Linked DNA regions of Ovis aries: region 2 is linked to region 1. The links are chromatin contacts, called in public Hi-C maps. All regions are on one chromosome and are shown on one strand. Each heading gives the region's core, a stretch centred on a gene start, on an enhancer-like site or on the middle of the called end of the contact. The rest is flanking DNA. Distances are from core to core; before and after follow the strand shown. Region 1 overlaps PXDC1 (PX domain containing 1). Region 2 overlaps BPHL (biphenyl hydrolase like).

Region 1 (7,068 bases), core at 1,483-3,982:
GGTCCTGGGAAAGTCGGCGCTCTGCACGGCTCACGGGGAGACGGAAACGCACCCCAGCTCTCTGTGCTGTTCAGCTCAGCTGCTCAGTCGTGTCCAGCTCTTTGTGACCCCATGGACCGCAGCATGCCAGGCCTCCCTGTCCATCACCAACTCCTGGAGCTTGCTCAAACTCATGTCCATCGAGTCAGTGATGCCCTCCAGCCACCTCATCCTCTGTCGTCCCATTCTCCTCCCGCCTGTTAGCTCTCGTATTTTAAAGACAAAACACTGTGCTTTCTAGTAGCCAGTCAGGATGTCTGGTAGCTGGAATGAGGGGTAAAAGCTCAGGTTCCCGGAAGGTGCCATGAGTCATGCCCATGCTGGTTTTCTCTGAGTAAAGATCTGGTTTTTCCCTTCTAACCCCACATCTAAATGACTTCTCTAGTACAGGCTCCATTTCCAAAGGCCCTGTGGTCGCCTTAGCTGTGTCACTGGGGGCGGGGAGGGGCAGCTTCCCTGGCGGCAGCCACCACACACACTGGCGGGGCCAGGGTCTGGCCCTGCCCACTGTGCAGGGTGTGGATGGAGCTGGCCTGCCTGTCCCACTCGGAGAGGCCTTTGGGGCCTCTGTGGATTTCAGATGGCCCCTCTTCTGCACGTGCCTTCATCTTTGGGTCGTTGAGACCCAGACTGGGGCTGAGGACCAGGCTCCCAGGGCAGGACTGGGCCCACGCGAGGCTGAGTGCCCTTCTGTGGAGGGCGACCCCAGGGTGGCGTCCCCACTGCAGGCGGCCTGTTGGCCTGTGTTTAATTTGGGAGCCCATGTCCTGGTCTGCTCCTCTGATGGAGGCCTTTCTGCTTCGACCCCAGGACTGGTCGCCATCAAGGAGGCCCATGACATTGAGACCAGGCTCAACGAGGTGGAGAAGCTTCTCAAGGCCATCATCAGCATGCCGCGCAAGGTGGGGGTGTGGGCGGGAGGGCAGGGCAGGGCGCTGGGTGGGCCGGTGGGTGGCAGGCGCCCTCCTGGAGGCGTCGGGGGCGGGGCGGGGCCAGGAGCCAAGGAGAGGGCGCCTCCTTGGGCTCTGGGAGCTCCAGTGTTTTCTCCCCCTGGGAAGAAGCGGAAGCAGGGGCTCACAGTTTATTGGAAAGTGAGGGGGATGTGTGAAACGCCGGCGCAGACCTGGCCTGCGTTGTTCCCACGGTCCCCATCCTGCCTTCCCTGGGCCCCGAGCCCCCCGAGCTCCCCGAGCCCCTGATCGGGGCGCGGGGACGTGGCCCAGGCCATCCCGCCAGCCGGAGGAACATGTGTAGGAAGGAACATGCTTCTCCCCAGTACTCCAGGTCAGAAGTCGTGCTCACCTTCTTCGAAAGATCGCCCCTGGATCAGGTGTTAAAGAATGACAACGTGCATAAGATCCAGCCCAGCTTTCAGAGTCCAGTGAAGATCTCAGGTGAGAGCGCGGGGGAGGCGCGGGGTGGTGTGGGCGCAGCGCGGCCGAGGGTCCCGGAGACCTTCCCAGCCCCTGTCCACGTGCTGGGCACGCCTGCCCCCCTCGGGGCCCGAAGAAGGACAGAAGCGGAGGGGAGGGGCTGCTTCCAGATCTTGTGAAACGGTGCGCGTCTCCCTGCTGGCCTGCTGCTTGCCCGCTGCCTGCTTCCAAAGGTGTATAAGTCGGAACTTACTTTTAAAAAAGAAATGGTCTATGAGGAAAGCATTAGTGAGGCGTCTTGAAGCGAATGGCTGGAATCCATCACCAAGCGCAAAAATACGAGTTCAGCTTGCGCGGCATTGCCTTTGCTCTGGGCTTTAGGGCAGGTGGGACAGAAAGGGACACCCGGTGTGTAGCTCCTCAGTGTGGGCCTTGGGCTGCGCCTTCTGGCAAAAGTCAGCAGCGGGAGGAGATGGCCAGCTGTCCTGCAGGTCTCAGGGGAGCGAGGGGGAGCCGGGGCTCAGCCCACTGGCAGCTTCCTCTAATCCAGGCTTCGCACGTCACTGTGGCACCAGACTCTCTCCTCGGTGCTGCAGGCGAGGCTCTGAGGAGCGTTTTGTAGGGAGAGGTGTGTCCCGGGAGCCCAGGAACTTGTCTGGGCCCGGGCGAGGTCCTGTGGGACCACGCCCTGAGGGTCGGGGAGGGTGCTCCCACCGGAGGTAAGATGTACCTTCGTCATTCACTGAATGGAGAACTGGACGTATCCAGACGAGAGGAGGGTCAGTTCAGGAGTCCTTTCCATAACACGGTTCCTTACGGCAGCGCCGCCAGCCCCTGAGGTCCTGGCCGCCGAGAGCCGCCCTGCTCCCAGTCTCGGCCCGTGTTGGGGGTGTGCACAGACTCGGGGATCCCCAGGCCGGGCCTCCCCCCAGGACACGTCGTCAGTACCCACGTGGGCCACCCCAGATCTGACTTCCTGTCTCATTGATTTGTTGATTTCCTGTGGTCCTAGGCAGGTCAGGATGTGGCCCGGCAGGGTCTCCCGTCACTGCGGAGCCCTGCTCGGAACAGGCCTTCAGCCTCCTCCCCGCCGGGCCTGTCTCCTCTCTCCCGCAAGCCCGCCCATGCACGTCCACTCCGGTCCTGCTAAATTCCCCTCGCTCCTGAAAGGGCCCTGGCCCGCGCTCACCACCTTTCCTCCCAGACTTCTCTGACGTGGCCTCTCGGGAGGCGCCGCCGCCTGGGGGGCAGCCCTGCCTCGGCTCACTCAGGCCTCCAGGCTGACCGGCTGGGGGCCAGGCCTCCACTAGGTGGCGCCAGGCGCTCGTGGCTTAAGGACCAGCCGCCTCCCGGGGCCTTGGTCGTGGCAAGAGCTCTGGCCTCTTTGGCGAGGCTTTGAGTCGATGGAAACGGAAACATTCTTCACACGATGTTAATCTAAAAGCTTGTTACCAACTCTAAGAAAGCTGTGCAGCTTAAAAGGAAGCATACACCTTTGAACTGATATCAGCCACAAAACCCAGAGTATTCAGGTTTGGGAAGGCTGGAAATATAATTTAACTTTTTATTACTACTAAGTCACTTCAGTCGTGTCCGACTCTGTGCGACCCCATAGACGGCAGCCCACCAGGCTCCCCCGTCCTTGGGATTCTCCAGGCAAGAACACTGGAGTGGGTTGCCATTTCCTTCTCCAATGCATGAAAGTGAAAAGTGAAAGTGAAGTCGCTTAGTCGCGTCCGACCCTCAGTGACGCCATGGACTGCAGCCTACCAGGCTCCTCCGTCCATGGGATTTTCCAGGCAAAAGTACTGGAGTGGGGTGCCATTGCCTTCTCCGAACTTTTTATTAGCCAGGCATTTGTACAGTCTCAGCCTTAATTTTCACCAGCGTTTGTTAGAGTCTTTATAAAAACTATCTCATTTAACGCCCCCCCCCAAAAGTGCCCCTTAGGATAGACACTGTTATTCCCATTTTACAGGCTTCTGCTGCTGCTGCTAAGTCGCTTCAGTCGTGTCTGACTCTGTGCGACCCCATAGACGGCAGCCCACCAGACTCCTCCGTCCATGGGATTTTCCAGGCAAGAGTACTGGAGTGGGTTGCCGTTGCCTTCTCCTATTTGACAGGCTAAAAAACAGCAAAGAGTAACCTCCTTCACAGGCTTAAGTGGTAGACCTGGAGTTCCCTGGAGGCCCAGCTGGCTTCTCTTCGCCGACATTAAGGAATGGTCTGCAACCAACGTGTTCCGGGGTCTGGCTCCACTTTCTAGATTCCGTGTTCCAGAACTGCAAATCTCACATCTAATAAAGACCGGGAGGTTCCTATGTGAGGTGGCTATTCGCAGCACTTATGTTTGTTTCGCTTGTAGGATCCCCCCCGCCGCCCAGTTCCCCTGGAGAGGGGTGGGAGAGAGGATTCGGAGTTGTCAGCTGGCTGTTTTCGCTTGTAGGATCTTCCCCCCCAGTTCCCCTGGAGAGGGGTGGGAGAGAGGATTTGGAGTTGTCAGCTGGCTGTGCTGAGGTCGCTGAGGTTTTACATGCTTCCTGGGGCAGATTTGAGTCAGTTAATAAAAGCAGAAAAGAAGGTGGTCCTGCGGGCTCCCCGGTGGTCCAGTGGTTAAGATCCATGCTCCCAAGGCAGGGGGGCTGGGGTCAATCTAGTCAGGGAAGCTGCACGATGCGGCCCCAACAATTGTTTTTTAATTTAAAAGAAAGAGTGGCTCTGTGCTGTCCCACGTTTCGAGCTGTGAGGTTGGGGGTCTTGCCCCCGCTGTCAGGAGCCGTCCCCTGTGGGTCTCTCTGCCCACTCAGGCACTTGTCAGCCTCCTCTTTGCACCCGGTGGTGCCCTTGACCTTGGCGGTTACAGTCACCGACTTCTTTCTGGTTTTCGGCTCCTTCTTCTGACTCACGAGCTTTCTCAGGCAGTGGGGTCTGGGGGGGCTCCACCGGGAGAGGAGGTCGAGGACAAGGCGCTTGTTGGTGCCGCTCACGGGGGGCAGGTCCAACGGCCCACCTGGAAGGGCCACTGAGATGTGCGCTGTCCCTTCTCCAGAAAGTTGGAGGAAGTTTCAGCCATTACTTGGCAAATCTGTCTGATGGACAGTCATTTGGTCCTGGGAGCGGGAGAAGGAAGCCTAGTTTCCTGCCTTCTTTTTGCGTGGTTTCCCTAAGTGTCTTCCTACGGAGAGGAGCTGAGAAAACTGAGCTGCGAGTACCTAAAATACCTGTAACGATTACAAGCAGACACGAAGTTACAGTCTCACTTGTTTAAAACGAGCAGATCTGTCCATGGGGATAAAATAATCTAAATGATGGTTATGGTATAAGAAATAAAAGGAAACGATGCCCCAGACAACCAGGGCATCAGACGCCCGCCGAGATGGCAGCACGGGGCGTCCTGTGGCCTGACCGGGACAGAGAATGCTGCTGTGAGCTGTCCACGTGTGTCAGGGCCTGCGTGGAAGACGGTGGTGCCTTGGGAAAGCAGGAATCTGGAGTGTTTTTAAGCACGTTTTTAAAGTGAGGTAGGTGGAAGGCCTGAGCATGGGGCTTGCTGACCAGGGTTGGCAGTTGGGGGCCAGCCAGCGTTCAGGCAGCTGCTGCCCTGGTAATGCCCCCCAACCCCAGCCCCCGGTGCCTGTTCTTGGGGTTTGTGGTCTGCTGAGGGAAGGGCTGGGCATGCAGTCCAGGAAGTGTCAGCCGGAGGAGGAGGACGAGAGGAGATGCGTGAGCCCCAAATGTCAGAACTTCAAACCCTGACCCCCTTGTGAATTACCTCCCCCATTGCTCTCATTTTCAGAAATCATGAGGTCCAATGGATTCTGTTTAGCAAATACGGAAACGATCGTTATTGACCACAGTATTCCAAACGGCAAAGACCAGCTCGGGGCTGTGGACCCCACGGAGCACCTGTAAGTGGGCTGATTGTCGCTGGCAGGGCCCAGCTGGGTTCGCGGGTTCTGCCCTGTCTGTGCTCACGGGCTGGAAGCCTGCACTCCGCGGGCAGCCCTTCCCCGCCTGGGGTGCTCGGGGGTCAGGCGCCCGCCCAGCCTCACGGCCCGCCTCCTCGCGCAGGTTTGAGGGCGGGGGCGAACTCCCCGCCGAGCTGGGGGACGGGGACGACCCGGCGGCCTACGTCACCAACCTGTCCTACTACCACCTGGCGCCCTTCGAGACGGACATTCTGGACTGAGGCCCCCGGGTGCCGCCCCCAGCCCGCCCAGGACCTGCTGCCTCCAGCCTGGGCGGACCACAAGTGCCTGCGAGACGGCCCGGGCCAGGACCGGACACCCGGCCAGCCACCCCCACGCGCCCTCCCTGGACCAGCGCACAGGAAGTTTCAAGTGAGACCTTGCTGGGTCCCCGGGTTCTGGACGACACGGGGGGTGTTCTCTCACCCAGGTTTCCCAGGACCAGAATGTGCAGCTTCCAGTCCTGCCTCCTACCTCCTTCCCAGGAGCTATGGGCTTCCTGTCAGCCGAGGGGTGTTGGCGGAACGTTGGTCGTTGAGTGGGGTATCGGCTGCGGGCATGGGGGACCCACTGACCGGTGCCCACGTGGGGGACACAGAGAGGATGGAGCCCACCCGGCCTCCTGCGAGGGGTGAGGACGCTGGGGCCCCGGGCGGCCGGGGGCCATTCCCCTGCCTGTCAGCAAGCTTGCAGTGATACAGCCACCACGTCAGCCTGAGAAGACGGGAGCCGGAAGGTCACCAAGTGTCCCTGGCGGGTCCCCGGCTGCCCTCGGGGAGGGTCTGGGTTCTGCGTGTTCATCTCCTCCCAGAGTCTACTAATGACCAGAATTTGCTTGTGTAAATAATAGTAAATTATTGAGAATCCTAATTCTTTTACACAGTCTGTTTTTAAATCTATTTTCATGAAATAAAACACATTGCTCTCCTCTAATCTGTTTATCACGTGGCTCTTGTCCCTGACCCTGGGCCAGGGGACCCCACACACTGCCCGGCCAGCCGCCCCAGCACTCGCTGTCCTTTAGGAAGTGTGTTCTCACCCTGGGGAGTGATCTGTGCAAAGAAGAAGTGAAAGTCGCTCAGTCGTGTCCAACTCTTTGTGACCCCATGGACTACCCAGCCCACGGAAGTCTCCAGGCCAGAATGCTGGAGTGGGTGGCCTTTCCCTCCTCCAGGGGATCTTCCCAACCCAGGGGTCGAACCCGGGTCTCCCACATTGCAGGCTGATTCTCTGCCAGCTGAGCTACCAGGAAAGCCCAAGAATCCTGGAGTGGGTAGCCGATCCCTTCGCCAGCGGATCTAAACTGGAAAAGGAAACAGGCGGTGTGTGTGCTTTTGACTTTGGGTCTCCCCTTCCTGAGAGCTCCCCGCTGGCGGCCCCGGGAAGACCCTCCTGTGACCCAGTGGGCAGCAGATGGCCTTCCCGTGGCCTCCGCACCTCACTGGCCTCCAGCCGCGTTCGGTCAAGGCAGCCCGCCTCCTAATAGGCAGTTGGGTGGCCGACGGGGTCAACAGCTGCCTTCCTCTCTTGGGGGTCAAATTCAGTTCTAAATGGATGGAGTCTCCTCCTGACAGGGTTAGAATCAACCACACTCAGTCGATCAGCATCCAAGTTCCAATCGCTCGTTCCTGGGTATCTCCCTCGTTATCCATGTTCCACAGGGCGCTTCTCCCCAGCTGTGGGGTCAC
Region 2 (7,068 bases), core at 1,369-3,868, 300 kb after region 1:
GGGATGACACGGATATGGCACCATGATACCACACAGAGTGCTTTCATTGCCCTACAATTCCTCTGAGCAGCTGTTCTAAGAGGTGTGTAGCGGGATCTCACTGTTTGGTCTGCATTTTAATTAGGCTGTTTTCTTACTGTTCACTTTTAAGAGTGTTTTGCAGGGACTTCCCTGACGGTCCAGAGGTTAGGACTCTGCACCTCCACTGCAGGGGAGTTCCATCCCAGGTCGGGGAACGAAGACCCCACAAGCCCCGGGCCCCTGTCCTTTGGGAAACAGTCACTCCTGCCTGTGGCTTGTCTTTCCAGCCTCCTGAAACATATTTCAAGGGCCTGTTTCTATGGGTGGATACTGTGTTTGAACAGGATATACTTGTTCTGAACTTACAGCAAAATAGTAACATTTCCAAACGTCTTTCTCATTATGAAAGTTCTGACAGATGACTCATTCTGGAAGTGGCTACTGAGGAGACAAAACTGGGCCCTGAATCATAACTGTTTGGTAACTGATGTGTTTCAAGGTCCGAGCCCACCTACTTTCTATTCTTTTGGCAATTAGAGAAATGAGAGATCACAAATGAAAACAGCTCTGAGAACAGACTTTAATTCAGAGCTCCCCTCAGGGAGCCAGTTCTTGTTACTGGAACACACCTGTCCCGGCCGCAGTGACACCGCCGCTCTGAAGATGGGAAAGGGCTGAGTACCCTTTTCCTTGTCCTGACTCTACTGGGGCCAAAGGTCATGACAGAGACCCCCTCCTCTCCTGTTGGTAACAGAGGTGGCAGTGGGCTGATGCCTTTAGATGTGAAAAGGGGGACGTCTATGTGAGACTTCTGGAGACAAAGGGGAAAAGACCAGCATGCTACAAGACTCAACAAGGTGAACTCCGTACACGTCTGTCTCTGATGCCAGGAGGGTGTGCGGCACAAGAGCTTGCCTTTGTACACGATTACCCTCTGCTCACGCGTCAGTGTGGAGGATGGTGGGCGAGCGTGTCAATCCCTGAGGAACTCTCAAGCATCAGGGGAACTCACTTGGCCTCTCTAACCAGCAAAAGGACCGTTAAGCGGCTTGTGTGACCTACCGTCCGGAAGATGCTTAAATTGCTCTATGCCATCCACCCACTTTTCACAGGTCCTGGCAAAGTAGTCGAACCCATAGAGGGCTTCCAGAGGCTTTCTCGCCCTCTCACTCCACTTAGAAACATCCCGGATGCCTGGAAGACAGACAGCCGTGTGGGCAAGGATAGGTTTAGTCTCAGACCAGAACTCGTCTGTGAAAACCCTAAGCGCAGCGCGCCTGGAGCCGTGGCGCTGGCTGCTCTGTTGGTGGGCAAGCTGCCCCTTCTCCATGTGGCTCGCCAGGCCCCACCCCGGCCGGCCAGGCCTTCCCCAGCCCCCCGTGCCGCTGCCCAGCACAGTCACAGCTTCTGCATCCAGGGTGAATGCTGAGCGCTATGTCAGGGTTCCGCTGTGTTCTGTCCCCCACGATGGCCCTTGGGCACCAGCAGATTCTGACTGAGGGAACGAAATCAGATCTAAAGTAATGGCTTCCATTAAAGGTATAAGACAGAAGCGGGTATTCCCCTAACTGGGGTCAGCAGAGTAAAAATGAGATTACTTACAAGAGTTTTTCTGAATTGCATTTACATACACTGAGAAATGCATAAAATCATTTGCTCCAAGTTCTAACGCTGGAGAAATTCTAACTACTAACTGTCTCACAGAGGACTCTGATCAGAAAGGAAATGGCTTCAGAATGGATAAGCGAATTCAATCCCTTAGCCCAGTTTTTCCATTTTTCTTTAAAACACGGTGACTCTGTGGAGAGTCTGATGCTCCTGAGCACAGTGAACAGTGCTCACCACGCCCCTCAGGTACAGAGCTGCGTCTGCATGACCCGCCCTGAAGACGGGACTGGCAGGGCTCACGTGGTGCGCTGCCCCTGTGATGGCTGGGACAGGGCCAGGCACCTGGAGGCCCAGCACGAGCGGGGTGAGTGGGCTGCTCGAACTGCTGCCCGGGGCAGGCGGCCCAGCAGAGAGTGCCTGCCGTTCTCCTCCTGCTCCCCTACCCTGCAGATGGGTGCTGGGGTTGATTCCAGAGGCTGAGGACGCTGAACTGCTCTGGGTGGACCTGAGGAGACTTCGGATGGGAGCGGGGATGCCTGAGAAGTAGAGGGGGAAGGAGTGGGGGCACAGGAGGGAGAGCCGGGGGAAGGCCCCAAGGGGAGGAGGGGGAGGGAGACGGGGGGGGGAGGGGAGCGTGGGGGGGCGGAGGGGGGGGGAGGAGAGGGGAGCGCGGGGGGGGGGGGGGGGGAGGGGAGCGTGGGGGGGAGCAGAGGGGGAGGGGCGAGGGGAGGGCGGGGGGGCGGGGGAGGGGAACGCTGGGGGGGAGAGGGGAGTGCTGGGGGGGAGGGGAGCAGAGGAGGGGGAGCAGAGGGGGGACTGGGAGGGGAGCTCGGAGGGCGGGGGAGGGGAGTGGAGGGGGGAGGGGAGCGTGGGGGACGGGACTGGGAGGGGAGAACAGGCGGCAGGGGAGGACGGCGAGGGGAGAGCGGGCATGTGGACAGCTGGCGCGGGACCCGTGGCTCTGCCCTTGGCCATGGAGCGGACCACACCCGCCGCAGGCCCTCCTGCCATGAACAAGGCGCTCTTTCATAACATATAATTTCTGCTGCACGGCTGAAGTCTGCAGTGGTTGATGAAAAGGAGCATGAGTGCGTGCGTGTGTGCGCATAAAAGGCAGGAACCCTGAAAACACAGCAGACTGGTATGACCGCTAGAATGCAGGGCTGCCTTGAGGAAGAGTGACTGTTTGCTGGGGGAGGGCGGACACGGCTGAATGGGGATGAAACTGGGCCTCCCCTGGCACCATCAGTGGTTCCCAGGGGCAGCAAGTGGACAGCTCGGAAGGAAAGCATTCTCAGTTTATGCTCACCATTTATTTTGTTTGTTTTCAGTTCAGTTCAGTCACTCAGTTGTCAACTCTTTGCGACCCCGTGAATCGCAGCACGCCAGGCCTCCCTGTCCATCACCAACTCCCGGAGTTCACTCAAACTCACGTCCATCGAGTCGGTGATGCCATCCAGCCATCTCATCCTCTGTCGTCCCCTTCTCCTCCTGCCCCCAATCCCTCCCAGCATCAGAGTCTTTTCCAATGAGTCAGCTCTTTGCATGAGGTGGAGCTTCAACTTCAGCATCATTCCTTCCAAAGAATATCCAGGGCTGATCTCCTTCAGAATGGACTGGTTGGATATCCTTGCAATCCAAGGGACTCTCAAGAGTCTTCTCCAACACCACAGTTCAAAAGCATCAATTTTTCGGCACTCAGCTTTCTTCACCGTCCAACTCTCACATCCATACATGACCACTAGAAAAACTATAGCCTTGACTGGACAGACCTTAGTCGGCAAAGTCATGTCTCTGCTTTTGAATATGCTGTCTAGGTTGGTCATAACTTTTCTTCCAAGGAGTAAGCGTCTTTTAATTTCATGGCTGCAATCAACATCTGCAGTGATTTGGGAGCCCAAAATTTTTTCAGATTAAGGGTAAGCAATTATTTGCTGCTAATCAAAAAACCATCTAGTCAAAGCTATGGTTTTTCCAGTGGTCATGTATGGATGTGAGAGTTGGACTATAAAGAAAGCTGAGCACAGAAGAATTGATGCTTTTGAACTGTGGTGTTGGAGAAGACTCTTCAGAGTCCCTTGGATTGCAAGGAGGTCCAACCAGTCCATCCCTAAAGGAGATAGGTCCTGGGTGTTCACTGGTAGGACTGATGCTAAAGCTGAAACTTCAACACTTGGCCACCTGATTCGATGAGCTGACTCACTGGAAAAGACCCTGATGCTGGGAAAGATTGAGGGCAGGAGGAGAAGGGGACAACAGAGGATGAGATGGTTGAATGGCATCACCAACTGAATGGGCATGGGTTTGGGTGGACTCCAGGAGTTGGTGAGGGACAGGGAGGCCTGGCCGGCTGCGGTTCATGGGGCCGCAAAGAGTCACACAGGACTGAGCAACTGAACCGAATCAAAAAACCACAAAGCGATCAGAATCTTTATAAAGCTAGTGAAACAACTAGAAAATTGGAAGAAAAAGGTTAAGAAATTATGCAGAACCCTACACACAGCAATGCTGAGATGGAGATGAATAAAAACAGGGAAGTGGAGACTCAGTCTACAAAGTTCAATCAGTCCCTAAAGGGTAGGGAGGGGAGAGGAGGGGGAGGGGACGGGAGAGGAGGGGGGGGGGAGGGGAGAGGAGGGAGGGGAGGGGAGAGGAGGGGAGGGGAGAGGAGGGGAGGGGAGAGGAGGGGAGAGGAGGGGGAGGGGACGGGAGAGGAGGGGGAGGGGAGAGGAGGGGGACGGGAGAGGAGGGGGAGGGGAGAGGAGGGGGAGGGGAGGGGAGAGGAGGGGGAGGGGACAGGAGAGGAGGGGAGGGGAGGGGAGGGGAGGGGAGAGGAGGGAGAGGGGAGAGGAGGGGGAGGGGAGAGGAGGGGGAGGGGAGAGGAGGGGAGTGGAGGGGAGGGGGGAGGAGGGGGGAGGGGAGGGGGAAGAAGCTGGGGGAGGAGGAGGAGCAGAAGTAAGTGGGTGGGTGGACACCCACTCAGTGAGGAGAACCCCCCAAGGAGGGTTTTTTGTGTTTTGTTAAACTCTGACAAACTGGGGAAATGGTTTGGGAGAGGAGGGACAGCCACGGGGCGGGGCTGGGGTCACTGGGGAAGGTGCGGCTGCTGAGGGCTGAGCAGCTCCTGAGCTGGCAGCTGGATGCCCTGACTGGGGGCCTGGTGAGCAAGCCAGCCGCCTGCACGGGGCCTGGGCAGGGACCCCAGCCAGTCCCTGGCACCCACAGTGCCGGCTGCGTGCACTGGAGCCTCAGCGGGACACAGACAGGCCGTGGCCGGGCCCGCGGCTGCATCTGCCAGCCCCTGCTCTGTGTCTCTAAAAGTCCTCACAGTAAGCCTGAAGGACGACCTCAGAAAGTGTGAGCAGCACAAGAGTTTCTCATCAAAACTAAGGTTTCCCACCGGAGTGCACTGCTCCCTTCCACACTCAGGGCGCCTGAATGAGGCTGCAGCTTACACTTCACGTCAACCCCCTCCTTCCCAGAGGGTCACCAGCACAGCAGGAAATGTAAACACTGACTTATCAGCCTTTGCCTGAGTGTCACTTCCGGAAGCAGGAAACTTTAAAACGCAGCCTGAAGTGGCCGACTTTGCTGAGAACGCTTCATATTTCCATCACCTGTCAACACACATCCAAGCAGGGCCGGGCAGAGGACCTACCCTGGTAAATCTCTGTGTCCTGCTCAGTCACGTAGGCGTTGGCCCCCCAGATCACCATCTTGCTGACATACGAGGGGTACCGTGCGGCCGCGATGAGGGCTGTTATCCCCCCGTCGCTCCACCCCAGCAAAGAGACCTGCTTAAACTTCAGCGTCTGGACAAACACAGCAAAACGCACAGCACGGTTAGGGCTCTTAGCTGTGGAGAGAACCTGAGATCAATAATGCCTGGATTGACACAGCTGTGGCGTGTCCTTGGGTCATCAGAGAGACACCCTGGAGCCCACGATCTGTGACATAAACGTCTCCGCTCAGTCTGCTGCGGTGGGAAGGCCGCTGCCACAGACGCCTAGGCATGCGTACAGCATCCAGTACTGTTCTGAATCGGGAGGGAGCTACATCTTCAGGGTGCACATCTCCCGGAGGAGGACACAGCGGAAATCAGCTCTGCTTGGTCGTGACAACGTGTGTGCGTCCACACAGGCCTGAGTGAAGACGCTGAGGACAGGTCTGCAGATCAGAGAGGGCCTCCTGAGAGCTGCTGGAGGGCTGGAGCCACTGCCTCTGGCCAAGTCACTGACTGCAGCTTTGGGAAGAACCGGCCCCAGGAGGAAGCCTGGGACAGAGGAGACACAGCGGTGAGGGTGGGGGGTGCTACTGAACCTCTGGGTGAGTCGGCCAGGCTCCAAGAATGCGCTTGACGGGGTAAACGGACAGAGGGTACACCTGAGAGACGCTCCCGAGCAGTTAAAAACTGGACGGCTGGGAAAGTAAGTTAACTGTGTGTCTGAGACGACTGTCGACAGGACTGTAAACCAGTGCGCCTCCTGCGGGGCATGCGCTGGCCCCACCCTGCATCCCCCATGACACAGCAAGTCATCTCCTAACGTGCATGGGCTCACGCACACGCACCACGGCAGGCCCACAAAGTGCATACCAGCACTATTCACAGCGGTAGATAGGGGCCACAATGTCCACGCACACGTGTTCACTGCACTTCCCGTATAATCACACACACACACACACAGCAGCAGCAGCTTAGAAATAATGTATCTACCATCAGAAGACAGGGGAGTTAAGACACAGTGTGTCCACACAATGGAATGAATACTGCCTATTATAAACTGAAGCATCTCTGTATTTATTAACATGGAAGTATCTCTGTGATTAACTGTCCAACGAAACAGTAAGCTGGAAAACCTTTAGGTATAGAAGGATACCATCAGCACAAACTGTGCATTTACATATGTAATGAGGCTGCCCAGAAAAGAAGGGCCTCAAAGCCTGGAAACTGTGTATTTATATATGTAACAAGGCTGCCCAGAAAAGAAGGGCCTCAAAGCCTGGTAGCAGTGTCTCTAAGCACTTTCCTCTTTGCATCTCTCTGAACCCTTTGAATGTCCACAGGAGGCACCCTTGAAGAAACAGGAGGCAGAAGCAAAATGAGGACAGCAGCCTCCTCCCTCCCCTGAGCTCCTCCCTGAGACCCACCTTCATCAGATCAACAGCATCTTTTGCATCCCGCTCAAAGAAGTCCACTGGGAAGTCCCGATCAGGGGGGCGGGAGTGTCCGTATCCTCGGGGGTCCCAGGCAACCACCGTGAAGAGCTTCTTATTCAGCTTCTCAATCTGAGGTCCAAAATCCGTCTCTCCACTGCCTATCAATAAAAGTGGCCATCTGGTTACACTCCAAGAAACGCTGTCATTGCTTCAAACACACTACAGCAAAAGGAAACGGGACAATGTAACTGGTTTCTAGTTAAATTAGCAGCAAATCTGTAA

Evidence for each region. A called contact is a pair of places that touch in the nucleus more often than the background predicts.
Region 2: a Hi-C map of hypothalamus shows a contact between it and region 1, with 2.7 times the contacts expected there. The contact joins two enhancer-like sites. A contact is called at or near these places in 2 of 16 Hi-C or Micro-C datasets (hypothalamus and muscle).

The regions. Positions count from the first base shown.
Region 1 is chr20:49,353,574-49,360,641 of ARS-UI_Ramb_v3.0, forward strand. It overlaps PXDC1 (PX domain containing 1), which reads left to right. Exons shown (of 5, transcript XM_027958671.3): 2 at 850-941; 3 at 1,316-1,433; 4 at 5,209-5,320; 5 at 5,484-6,313. The coding sequence ends at 5,601. Among named protein-coding and RNA genes, the nearest start is that of PXDC1, 22 kb to the left of the region's middle. Within about 2 kb of position 2,733, at least 10 of the 54 cell types and tissues checked have an H3K27ac peak or open chromatin away from gene starts, as enhancers often do. A contact at or near this core is called in hypothalamus, where this site is marked.
Region 2 is chr20:49,654,918-49,661,985 of ARS-UI_Ramb_v3.0, forward strand. BPHL (biphenyl hydrolase like) reads right to left here. Exons shown (of 6, transcript XM_027958683.3): 3 at 6,778-6,944; 4 at 5,288-5,441. Among named protein-coding and RNA genes, the nearest start is that of BPHL, 12 kb to the right of the region's middle. Within about 2 kb of position 2,619, at least 6 of the 54 cell types and tissues checked have an H3K27ac peak or open chromatin away from gene starts, as enhancers often do. A contact at or near this core is called in hypothalamus, where this site is marked.